Regions from separate parts of the Hordeum vulgare genome. Here all the other regions are linked to region 1. Evidence: chromatin contacts called from public Hi-C data. All regions are on one chromosome and are shown on one strand. Each heading gives the region's core, a stretch centred on a gene start, on an enhancer-like site or on the middle of the called end of the contact. The rest is flanking DNA. Distances are from core to core; before and after follow the strand shown.

What was found. Hi-C and Micro-C count contacts between places; a contact is called where the count stands out from the background.
Region 2: a Hi-C map of seedling shows a contact between it and region 1, with 4 times the contacts expected there. The contact joins the promoter of LOC123449034 here to the promoter of LOC123449038 in region 1. A contact is called at or near these places in 2 of 6 Hi-C or Micro-C datasets (leaf and seedling).
Region 3: a contact with region 1 is called in a Hi-C map of leaf, with 8 times the contacts expected there. The contact joins the promoter of LOC123449035 here to the promoter of LOC123449038 in region 1. A contact is called at or near these places in 2 of 6 Hi-C or Micro-C datasets (leaf and seedling).
Region 4: a Hi-C map of seedling shows a contact between it and region 1, with 5 times the contacts expected there. The contact joins the promoter of LOC123450637 here to the promoter of LOC123449038 in region 1. A contact is called at or near these places in 4 of 6 Hi-C or Micro-C datasets (leaf and seedling).

The regions. Positions count from the first base shown.
Region 1 is chr4H:479,947,061-479,949,654 of MorexV3_pseudomolecules_assembly, forward strand. LOC123449038 (serine/arginine repetitive matrix protein 1) reads left to right here and starts at 1,305. Exons shown (of 12, transcript XM_045126106.1): 1 at 1,305-1,449; 2 at 1,557-1,646; 3 at 1,765-1,887; 4 at 2,383-2,550. The coding sequence starts at 1,429.
Region 2 is chr4H:479,041,772-479,044,365 of MorexV3_pseudomolecules_assembly, forward strand. LOC123449034 (protein TOC75, chloroplastic) reads right to left here and starts at 1,283. Exons shown (of 7, transcript XM_045126099.1): 1 at 13-1,283. The coding sequence starts at 1,179.
Region 3 is chr4H:479,253,511-479,256,104 of MorexV3_pseudomolecules_assembly, forward strand. LOC123449035 (RNA polymerase sigma factor sigB-like) reads right to left here and starts at 1,276. Exons shown (of 6, transcript XM_045126101.1): 1 at 789-1,276; 2 at 77-610. The coding sequence starts at 1,040.
Region 4 is chr4H:479,361,409-479,364,002 of MorexV3_pseudomolecules_assembly, forward strand. It overlaps LOC123450637, which reads left to right and starts at 1,317. Exons shown (of 1, transcript XM_045127788.1): 1 at 1,317-2,594. The coding sequence starts at 1,674. The coding sequence ends at 2,285.

The sequences.
Region 1 (2,594 bases), core at 55-2,554:
AATTAGGTTGTGAAGATTGCCCCAAGCATTTGTGGTTACCTCGAAGCCATATTTCATTGTGATGGAGCTTCGTGGTGTTGTTGGGATCCTCTAATTAAGTTGTGGAGATTGCTCCAACCTTGTGTTGTAAAGGTTCGGTGACCGCCCTCAAGGGTCCATTAGTGGATTCACGACATCTCGCATTGTGCGAGGGCGTGAGGAGATTATGGTGGCCTTAGTGGCATCTTGGGGAGCATCGTGCCCCCACACTGCTCCAAACGAAGATTAGCATCCGCAAGGGTGTGAACTTCGGGATACATCGTCGTCTCCACATGCCTCGGTTATCTCTTACCCGAGCCCTTTACTTATGCACTTTACTTTGTGATTGCCATATTCTTTCTTGTAATATATCTTGCTATAACTTAGTTTTTTTATCTTGCTTAGCATAAGTTGTTGGTGCACATAAGTGAGCCTAGTTGTTTTAGGTTTTGTGATTGACAAATTAAATATTAGTTTTATTTCGCATTTGTTCAAGCCTAAACCGTAAATATTTTAAAGCGCCTATTCACCCCCTCTAGCGACATCCACGTCCTTTCAATAGGTGTGCCACCCTCCAAGTCCAAAACAATGGGTCTATGATTAGAATGTTGTGGATCACCATTGACCACTTGTAACGAGGGAACCTATTCCACCATTGACCACTTGTAACGAGGGAACCTATTCCACCATTGAGGAGTAGCCACCGCTCTGTCGAGCCTTTCACGAATATACCCTTAAACTCGGAAATTATTATTACGCCATGTGGCACCCGAAACGAAAACCACAAACTAGAAACCAGAACACGAAACTAGGATTTTGGGAGTTTTACAGCCGCGTGCCCTAGACACATGCGGGAGACCTAACTTGGGGGGCGGGGGATGATTGTTGGCTAGGGATTGGATGAAACTGGATTTGAACGGAGGGGTTTGCCGGCGGCAGCGATGAGAAAATGGGAGACGGCGACGTGAAGACCTGGATCGCCTCAGAGTCACCGTTGAAAATGCTAACCATCTGTGGGGTGTTTCCCTATAGTAGCCGGTCAATTTTTTTTTACTAACCGTCATCTATTAGGACTGACTGATCACGAGTTAGGAAGAACCGGAATTTGCCGAGAGGGAAGGACGATAGGAACAAAACCCTAACGACATGGAAGTAATTTTGCTCCTTCAATCGTGATGAACATCGTACTACGAGTGAACAGACTCGAAAGCCCACAGACCTGTGGGCTCGGCCCAGGCAGCTGAGACAGGGAGACTGTTTTGGATCGGGCTATTGTCTATAGCTCTTCCTGCGGCCTCTTCTTCTCCCCTGCATCCCCAACTCGTCGTCGTCTTCCCAAGGCACCAACCCTAGCCATCCCTCCTCGGCATCCTCCCCCCCCAAGCCGGCGGCCGCCGCCCGTCTGTGAAGATGTCAGGAGGCTTCTTCCGGGTAAGCGGACACGGTTCCCCGCATTGATTTAGTTCGCCAATCTCGCTTCGTTTTTTCCGGTTCGTCCGATCTGTGACAGCTGCGCTGACTCGCCGTGTTTTTATCAGGGGACGTCGGCCGACCAGGATACCAGATTCTCCAACAAGCATGCCAAGTTGCTGAAGACACAGAAGTTCGCGTCTGAGCTTGACCATCAGGTTAGCTTTTTCGTTCTCGCCCTATGCCTCCATCGGGTTCTAGCCGATGAGCGTCCAGAAGGGGAGTATCTGCCGTGGGTTCAAGGTAAACGCTAATTTGTTTCTTTCCTTGGGTTAGGTGGACATGTCAAAGGTGAAGATGGACGTGATGAAGCCGTGGATTGCCACACGGGTCACTGAGCTTCTTGGGTTCGAGGACGAAGTGCTTATCAACTTCATCTACGGCCTGCTCGATGCGAAGGTGTGTTTTTTGAAGATAAACTTCTTTAACATATGCTTGTTTCTCGTTGAACAAACACAGATGTTTTTTTTTATTGAGATATGCCTATTAATTGAAAACTGAACTCTCCATTCGATTCATGTAAAGCATCTCTGGATATATTGGATTTGGTCCATTCAGCTTTAAGATTGTAAGCAAAGAACCAAACTATCTTCATCGTGTAGCTCAGGAGTCAGGAATGAAAACTGAAATTATGCACATGTAATTCGGGAACTATCAAAGTCTCTCATAGGTTTGTTTGGATAGTGTAAGACAGGTAATCACAGCCACCTTGTGGAGCTAAACCACAACATTTTCCAATTTGCAAAATACCAACTGGATTAGCAAAATACCAATTGGATTAGTTTACTGAAACTTCTTGTGAACTTGTGAAACAAGTATGTGTTGTACCTGTAAAAGTTAACCGCCAAATAGTAGGAGCTTAGGAGCTTTACAAGGTTTTTGTTTGTTTTGCAGGAGGTGGACGGGAAGTACATACAGATCCAGCTGACGGGGTTCATGGAGAAGAATACAATAAAGTTCATGAGGGAGCTGTGGAGCCTCCTTCTAAGTGCGCAGCAGAATGCCAGTGGTGTGCCCCAGCAATTTTTGGATGCAAAGGAGGCTGAGATTCAGCAGAGAAAGGTTTGCATAAATACATCAATGTATTATTATTATAATAAATATTT
Region 2 (2,594 bases), core at 33-2,532, 910 kb before region 1:
TATGCAGTATACCTGCTGGGGCAGCTCCCGGTCTATGATAGGAATTTGGGTATTCCCTTCCACAAAATTCCCTAGCTTATCCTGGAACTGGTACTCCACTTTGGTTATGTCCCCCTCGACCACCTCACACACAACCTCACTGGTGTTAAGGTTTCCGAAGTTCACCACTTGTGCGCATACAAAGCCCTCATTGTGGTACCACTTCTGAACATGGTCCCTGATCTTCTGCAGCATCCTGGCACTCACCTTTTCCTGTTTTTTCATCATTGCCAAAACCTCCCCTCGGACGGATTCTGGCAAAATGCACGGCATGGCGCCGCGGACACGCTGCTGGTAATCACGTTCCTGCTTCCGAAGGTAGTCCATCTTCTCCCTCTCAGTCATGTCCTGATCGAAGTCAGCCTGGCCGGACTGCGCCATAAGCCCAACATTGATGCATTTGAACTGCTTGGCTGCACTCCACACGCTCTCCGTGAAGGAGACGGTGAGGCCAAGGGTGCCGTCAGGTTTGGCCTTCCCTTCTAGGTCAACCCGCTCGAACATGCCGCAGGAGACTAGCGTCTCGAGCTCTTTCAGAAGCTGCGACTTGGTGTACACGCCGCCTGGCTGCAGAGTAACCATCTCGAAGAAAGAATCCTCTGGCCCGGCATCGGTGGCGCCACCTCCGCCAGGCGCAGCACGGTCGAAGAACTTGAGCTCCGATAACTTGTATCTCTTCAGCCCGCTCAGCTTCGAGAGCGGCACGGTGATGTTGGCCGGGAGGCCATGCGGGTCCCAGTCGGCCGACGACTTGTCGTCGGCATTCGCCGCGCCGGCGGAGAAGATCCGCGACCAGAAGCCCCCGCCGCCGCCACCGCCACCGGCACCGGCACCACCGCCGCCGCCGCCCCATCCGCCTCCCCCGCCGAGGGGGCCCCCAGGGCCACCGCCAAAGCCGCCAGAGGAGGCGAGGAGGAAAGCGCCGGAGGCGGCGGCGGCGATGGCGGAGCCGAGGGCCAGGTCGGTTTTGGAGGTCTTGGATTCGGATTTGGGGGCGGAGGATGAGACAGCGAAGGGGTTGTTTCGGGGTTGCGAGTTGTGCGATGCGGCGGCGGACATGGTGACGGGGCGCCCCCGGCCTCGCCGGGAAGGCCCGGCGGGCGACGGGGTGAAGAAGAGGCTCTGGGAGGTGAGCGCCATTTGGCTGCCGCGGATTAGGTAGGAGGGGGAGGGGGAGGGGGAGGGGGAAGGGGGCGAGGTCTTCCTCTCCTGGAGGCTGGAGCTGGGCAAGGGTTTCTTCCCTATCTTCTGCCCTCGCTTCGCGTTTTTGTTGGGGGTTTAGCTGTGCCTGCCTTTGCGTGGCGGCGTGCTACCACCAGACTCCCGTTGGTGGCTATTTTTCTTTTTGATTCTGCTTCCCTTTTCCTTTTTGATTGATGCTGCTTTAGATTGCGAAAAACAATCTACCAATTTGTTTTATTTTCGAAGACACCCTTATAAAAAAAAATTACATTTAAAAATCTTGAGCGTGTCAAAATCTTTATTTGTCCATTGATCGTAGGTCATGACTCATGAGCATATCTTCTGATCCATGAACTTGTAGAAGTAGCAGGTGAAATATCGTCAATGCTGCCTAGAAGATGTCGGCAATTGCGATCTGTGAAGCAAATCAACGCCTCGAAGAGAAAAACACCATAGGGGCCTATATAAGCTCTAAAAACCATGATAAGCTTGAATCCATACGAATGCACCATAAACACAAACCTATCTGATCCCGAAAGACCCGTGGAAGACACAGCTCCCCCCCCCCTTCATTGGTGATAAGCTCATCCACGGAATGGGAATAGGACGGGAATGACATTATTCCTACACTGAAGACTCCTTGAAGAAAATCAGGCACAATTACTCACGTTGTTTCATACAAGATCTCGATGTGAGGTCGAGCTCGTCACCGTCCATGACCATGCACTGACACCCTCTTCTTCGGTGGCCTACCCAAGTCGGATCTGTTGGAAATATGCCCTAGAGGCAATACTAAAGTGGTTATTATTATATTTCCTTGTTCATGATAATCGTTTATTGTCCATGCTAAAATTGTATTGATTGGAAACTCAAATACATGTGTAGATACATAGATAACACACTGTCCCTAATGAGCCTCTAAAGTACTAGCTCGTTGATCAAAGATGGTCAAGGTTTCCTTGCCATCGGCATGAGTATTTTGATAACGAGATCACAGCATTAGGAGAATGATGTGATGGACAAGACTCAAACTATGAACGTAGCATATGATCGTGTCGGTTTATTGCTATTATGTTCTACATATCAAGTATTTGTTCTTGTGACCATGAGATCGTGCAACTCACTAACACCGGAGGAATACCTTATGTGTATCAAACGTCACAACGTAACTGGGTGACTATAAAGGTGCTCTACAGGTATCTCTGAGGGTGTCTGTTGGGTTGGCATGGATCAAGACTGGGATTTGTCACTCTGTGTGACGGAGAGGTATCTCACGGCCCACTCGGTAATATAGCATCACAACAATCTTGCAAGAAATGTGACTAAAGAGTTAGCCACGGGATCTTGTATTAAGGAACGGGTAAAGACACTTG
Region 3 (2,594 bases), core at 26-2,525, 690 kb before region 1:
CCTCTGTAAACAGGAGTATGTTTGTACAGCATGAAGAAATCACACATGTCCTTGGCATTGTTTTAGTCTTTGTTACCTGAATGCCTTCTGATAATTCAACTTCTTGCTTCGCTGTGAGAAGCTTCCGTCCGGACATCTTGTAGAAGCAGCCCAGAGAATTTCGGCAGCCCTTGACCCTCTTCTTCCTCGAGGACGCCATAACGGGCCTCCGATCACTGAAAGATTTAGCCGCCTTCATCGCCGCCCTCACTCTCCGAGCTTTTCTCTCGGGCTGACGTGCCGACTTGACAGCCACGCCCCGTGCGCCCTGCTCGTCGTCGTCCGACTCGGATTCGTCGCTGAAGATGCTGACGAACCCCGTGTCGTCCAGCAAACGGGCGTCAGCATACCGAGACCCCGGCCGCACCTCGGTGCGAAGGACCTCCCTTGTCAAGTAGCTGTCCTCCACCACGTCATGGCTGTCGCCGACGTCTGGACGGTCGTCCGTTTGCACCATCCGGGCAACTTCTCGGGCGACCTCCGCGGCCGCTCGCGCTAAAGCCACGGCTTCCGCGGCCGCAGCCGTCACCACCGCTTCTTGGTTGAGAAGCGCCTCCCCGAAGTCCCCCTGCTTCCAACATCCAATGCAAGAAAGGGACGAGGACAGACATATTTCAGCATAGCCCACTCCAAACCAATCTCCCCGATGGAAATGGAAATACGTATAATACAGTTCAGTTATCGCGAGTTGCGGACAAGCACGGCCGTCGGAGCAACAGCACCGAACACGTGACGTGAGCAGACATTACCGGGAGGCTCGCGTTATCCGAAGGGGGAGGAAGCCCGGCGTCGACGGCTCCGTGGTACACCAGGCGCCTCGCCTCGGCGGCCAAGGACTCCAGGCGCTCCGCCTCGACGACGGCCGCGGAGGACAGCGCGCACTGGACCCTCCCTGGCCGGCAGCTCCCGCCTGCCGCGCAGCCGCCGCCGCCGGGCTCCCTCGGGACCACCGCGCGGGTGGAAGGGAGCCACTTGAACTGCGGCGCGAGGCACGACGACATCCCTAGGTAAGCGGCGAATGCGCCTCGTGTTCGCTGGCTGGCTAGCTCTTGGTAGTGCCGATGGAGGTGATGGCGGTGGCTAGTGTGGCATGCATTGCGGGGCAGGGAGCGCGGTGGTGAGGTGCGGCCGTACGGTCGGGGAGAAGCGGGAGGGTGGGCGCTCTTGGTCCAGAGGGTGAAGGGGATAAGAGAGGGTGGGGACAGGATCGTGCGGGAGAGGCGGTGACCACCTCCGCGTCATGGGCGGGAAAACGAGCGACGAGCCTCCGCGGATCTGCCCGGTCCGGTCAAGAGTTTCAGATATTACTAGCAAAAAAGAGTCCTTCTCTTATAAGAGCAATTTTTACGAAACGATCCATTTCATCCATCGCTGTTTGTTTAGATATGTGTGGATAAAACTGATGGTTCAACGCGCGAGTCCACTGTCAAAATGCGTATGTGCCGATCCATTTCCGGTCCAAATTTGAGACTGAAATGCGTCGGCGTGGAATCGAAGCGGACGCGCGCGCCCTCTCGCTGTCCGCCCCAACCACCGGTACTCAATTTAATTTATGACGGCCACCCTTCACGGGCACACGCGTCAGCGGCCGCGGTCGGCCTTTTTTAATCCGAACGTGTGGTAGGTTCGACCTCATGTGCTTCGAAAACCCACCTGTCCCCATCTCGCCACCTCGTCGGCAACCAAACCCTAGCACCGCTTGCCATGGCGGGCTCCTTCCAAAACAAGGACAAGGCCCTCGTCTACCCCCGCGCGATCTCCCCGCCGGCCTCGCGAGCGTGTTAGCCTCCCGGTAGACCAAGCGTGGTGGCACTGGGAGCACGGCGTCCCCCTGCCGTACCCTGATGTCACCCCCCGCACCACTGGCATCTGGATCCGGAGAGGATCCCGGTGCCGGCCGTGCCGCGATCGGCGCGGATACACGCGTAGGAGGTTGTCGCCGCCGGTGTCTGCTGACGCCGGAGAAGAGGCTCAACCCTGTCTACGCGGCCGACTCTCCCCACTAGGAGCTCTGGTTCGCAGTCGAGCACGAGGGGCAACGCCGGCGCGGCGTGCAGCCAGGAGGCCCTCCGCTCCCCTCGCTCGTCGTTATCTAGGAGGACCAGGAGGCAGAGGCCGCCTATCAGGCAGCGCTGGCAGTCGTTCTCTTCGAGAGCGAGGAGGAAGAGCGACGCAAGGCCGAAGAGGAGGAGGCGACATGCGAGGCGCGGCTCGCGGAGGCCATCGCGCTGTCCGCCGCCGCCGACTGCGTCGTGCCACCTCCGCCAAGACCGAACCCACGGAGCCGCAGCGGGAGGTCTACTAGTTGACCGGCTGCCTCCGCGAGTGGGTCAGTGCGCCACCCATCTGGTTGGGTGCGACACCAGAGCAGGAGGAAGCCTACCTCCTACACTGGAGGTCGCAGCACCTGTCGGTGGAGCGCGCCGAAGGCCGTCGACAGATGACGTGGAGAAGAAGGCGGAGGAGGAACAATGGGAGATGGAGGAGGAGGAGCGCGCTCGTGCTGCGCTGCCACCGCCACGAGCACAGCCCACGCCAACGGGACATGCGACAGA
Region 4 (2,594 bases), core at 67-2,566, 590 kb before region 1:
AACCGGTGGGAGACGGTCGCACGGGCTATCTTCAGCCGGTTTGAATGGCGAGCTACTAATAGACTAGATGTATATGCATCATAGTGTGTTTGTTTCAATTCGCCGGATGTGGCAGTTTTATTCCGTTTGTGAGCGGTTTCTATCTTATTTTGCGTTGTATTGGAGAACTCAAGACCTTGGTTACTTTCTTAATTAATAAAATGGGTGCATGTATCAATTGATGTAGAGGTCGGGGGATAATCCTCCTTTTTTTTAAAGATGGCTTACCATTAGGCAACGCACACAAAAATGGCTGGGCTCCGAGATGTTTTATGGCGCAAGCTTTGAATTTGTAGAGATCCCACCTTCCCTGAAGCGATGTTATTAGGCGCAGTTAGGATGGAATTAACAGTACCCCTTGATTGAACCTGGGAGGAATTAATGGGAGACGAGATCGATTTTCAATTATTTGACAAACTACGTCCAGATTTGCAAATCAGAATGAGAGTAAACGAGGTTCTTGCATAGCTTCAGCATATGAACGACAAGGGCGTGAATTGGACACCACCGTACAACCAGTTCCAGCTGATCTTTGATATCGGAGATAGAGATTTCTAAGCTCTTCATCTCCACCCCCCCCCCCCCCACACACACAACAGGACCATACAGACTAGATTAGTAGAGAGATTTCCTCCCCTAATTATTTCAAAACCTACTTCCGGTGATGAAACGCAAAACTTATACAATGTGATACTTTAAAATGTTTGGCGGAACCCCCAAAGCAGGCTTGGATGATGAGCCCCACGAAGTCTAGCTTGAGCTTGATCTTCGAGCTAGTGAAATTCACCACAAGGATAAAGATGCTAGAATGAGGTGAATCCGCAGCATTGACTGATGATCTGCATTGCTTCTTGATGTATTATTTAAAAGCCTTTCAAGGTCAAAGTTGAGATCCGATGGCGCCATGTCGAGGAAGCATGTGGAAACTACCGGCCGCCGTGATCGGAATAACCACCGCCATTGATTTTGGTGGTCGGGCCGGAGTGGCCACCGGAGAAGGACGCACGGGTTAGACAGAGGGGTTAGTTCACTTTCGATTTTCTGATTTTCTGGTTGCACCTGGATGGAAGATCTTGTTAACTCTTTCATATCAAAAAAGAAAAAGAAAAAAAGATTGCTAACTCTTTTGATTTTTTTTATTTTGTGCACATGAGTAGGGGCTTTTAGACTGATGGGTGCATGCACATCAGTTCTTCGGTTAACCGAATAAACTGAACCGATACATTTTGGTTAATATGGTTTGAAGGCTAATTTCTACTCCATATGTGATTACTTCCGTGGCCATTTCTTTAAAACCGAAATTATAAAAAACCGAATAAACTGAACCTTATTAACAATATTAACCGAATGCCCAGCTCTATTTGCTAGTAACACTCAAAACCAGATCACTGATATTTTCAACGTCTCAAGACGATCGGACGGCTGAAACAGCTCATCCACAACGGCCACCCGTTGCACCGCACACATCTTCGGCTGAGAATCGGAAGCAGCTGCGGTTAAAACTTAAAAGGAAGGAAGGAAGGAACCACCGAAACGCACCGATCTCTCTCCACCGTCCACGCGCGCGCCTCCTCCAAACCCGGCCGCCCCCTCGTCACGCGCCGCCCTTTTATAACCCTCCACGCGCCCCCCGCATGCGCGCATCACGAGATTGCAGAGAGAGAAAGAAGAGCGCGATCGCGGGTCAGCTGAGTCCACGTACGCGCCGATCCATGGAGATGAAGCTGTCGCCCGGCACCGGCGAGGTGTTTGGCGGCAAGAAGCGCCCGCCGAGCAGGCTCCAGAAGAAGGCGCCCGCGTCGCTGCAGCTCGAGCAGGCGGGCCCGGGCGCGGCCCAGCCTTCCGCCGCCGCGTGGGGCGACGGGAGGACGCCGATACCGCTCCTGTCGCCGCTCGTCACGTCCCCGGCGCCGGCGTGGGAGGCGGACCAGGCCGGGAGCAGGAGGGAGGCCGCGCAGGCGGAGACCAGGAGCGGCGGGGATGCTGACGGCATCCTGAGCCCGATCCGGCGCGGCGGGTATGGTGTCAGCAACGGTGCAGATGAGACGGCCACGACGCCGGCGCTCAGCGGCGGGTGGCGGCACCCGGCCATGCCGGCGCCGACGCCGACGCTTGCCTCCAACGGGGGCGGGGTGTGGCGGCACCCGGCGATGCCGTCGCCGGTCCCGGAGCCGGCGTCCCTGGCGCCGCTCTTCAAGTCGCAGTGCGCGGTGGAGCTGCACAACCCGCAGGCGCAGGCGCAGTAGCGAGGATCCAGGACCACTTGAACCAGGCGACCGGCTGTCGGCGTGCGCAAGGCTCCGCGGCGACGACCGAAGCCAGCCGGCGACGTGCATGGACACTCCGTGCGCGCTCTCGTGTCTGCCTCATGCGTGCCCTCCTCGTGAAGTCGTGATCTTGCTTGCACAACTTGTTGTACTCTCCTCTAGCTTGGTCATGTATAGACGTGGTTGTGGTTCTCTGGGTCACTGGACCACTAATTTTAACTGCTCATTCTCAATTGTAAAACATGATCCAATAAAGAAAATGGCAGAATCCCAATGTCCCTCGCGTTG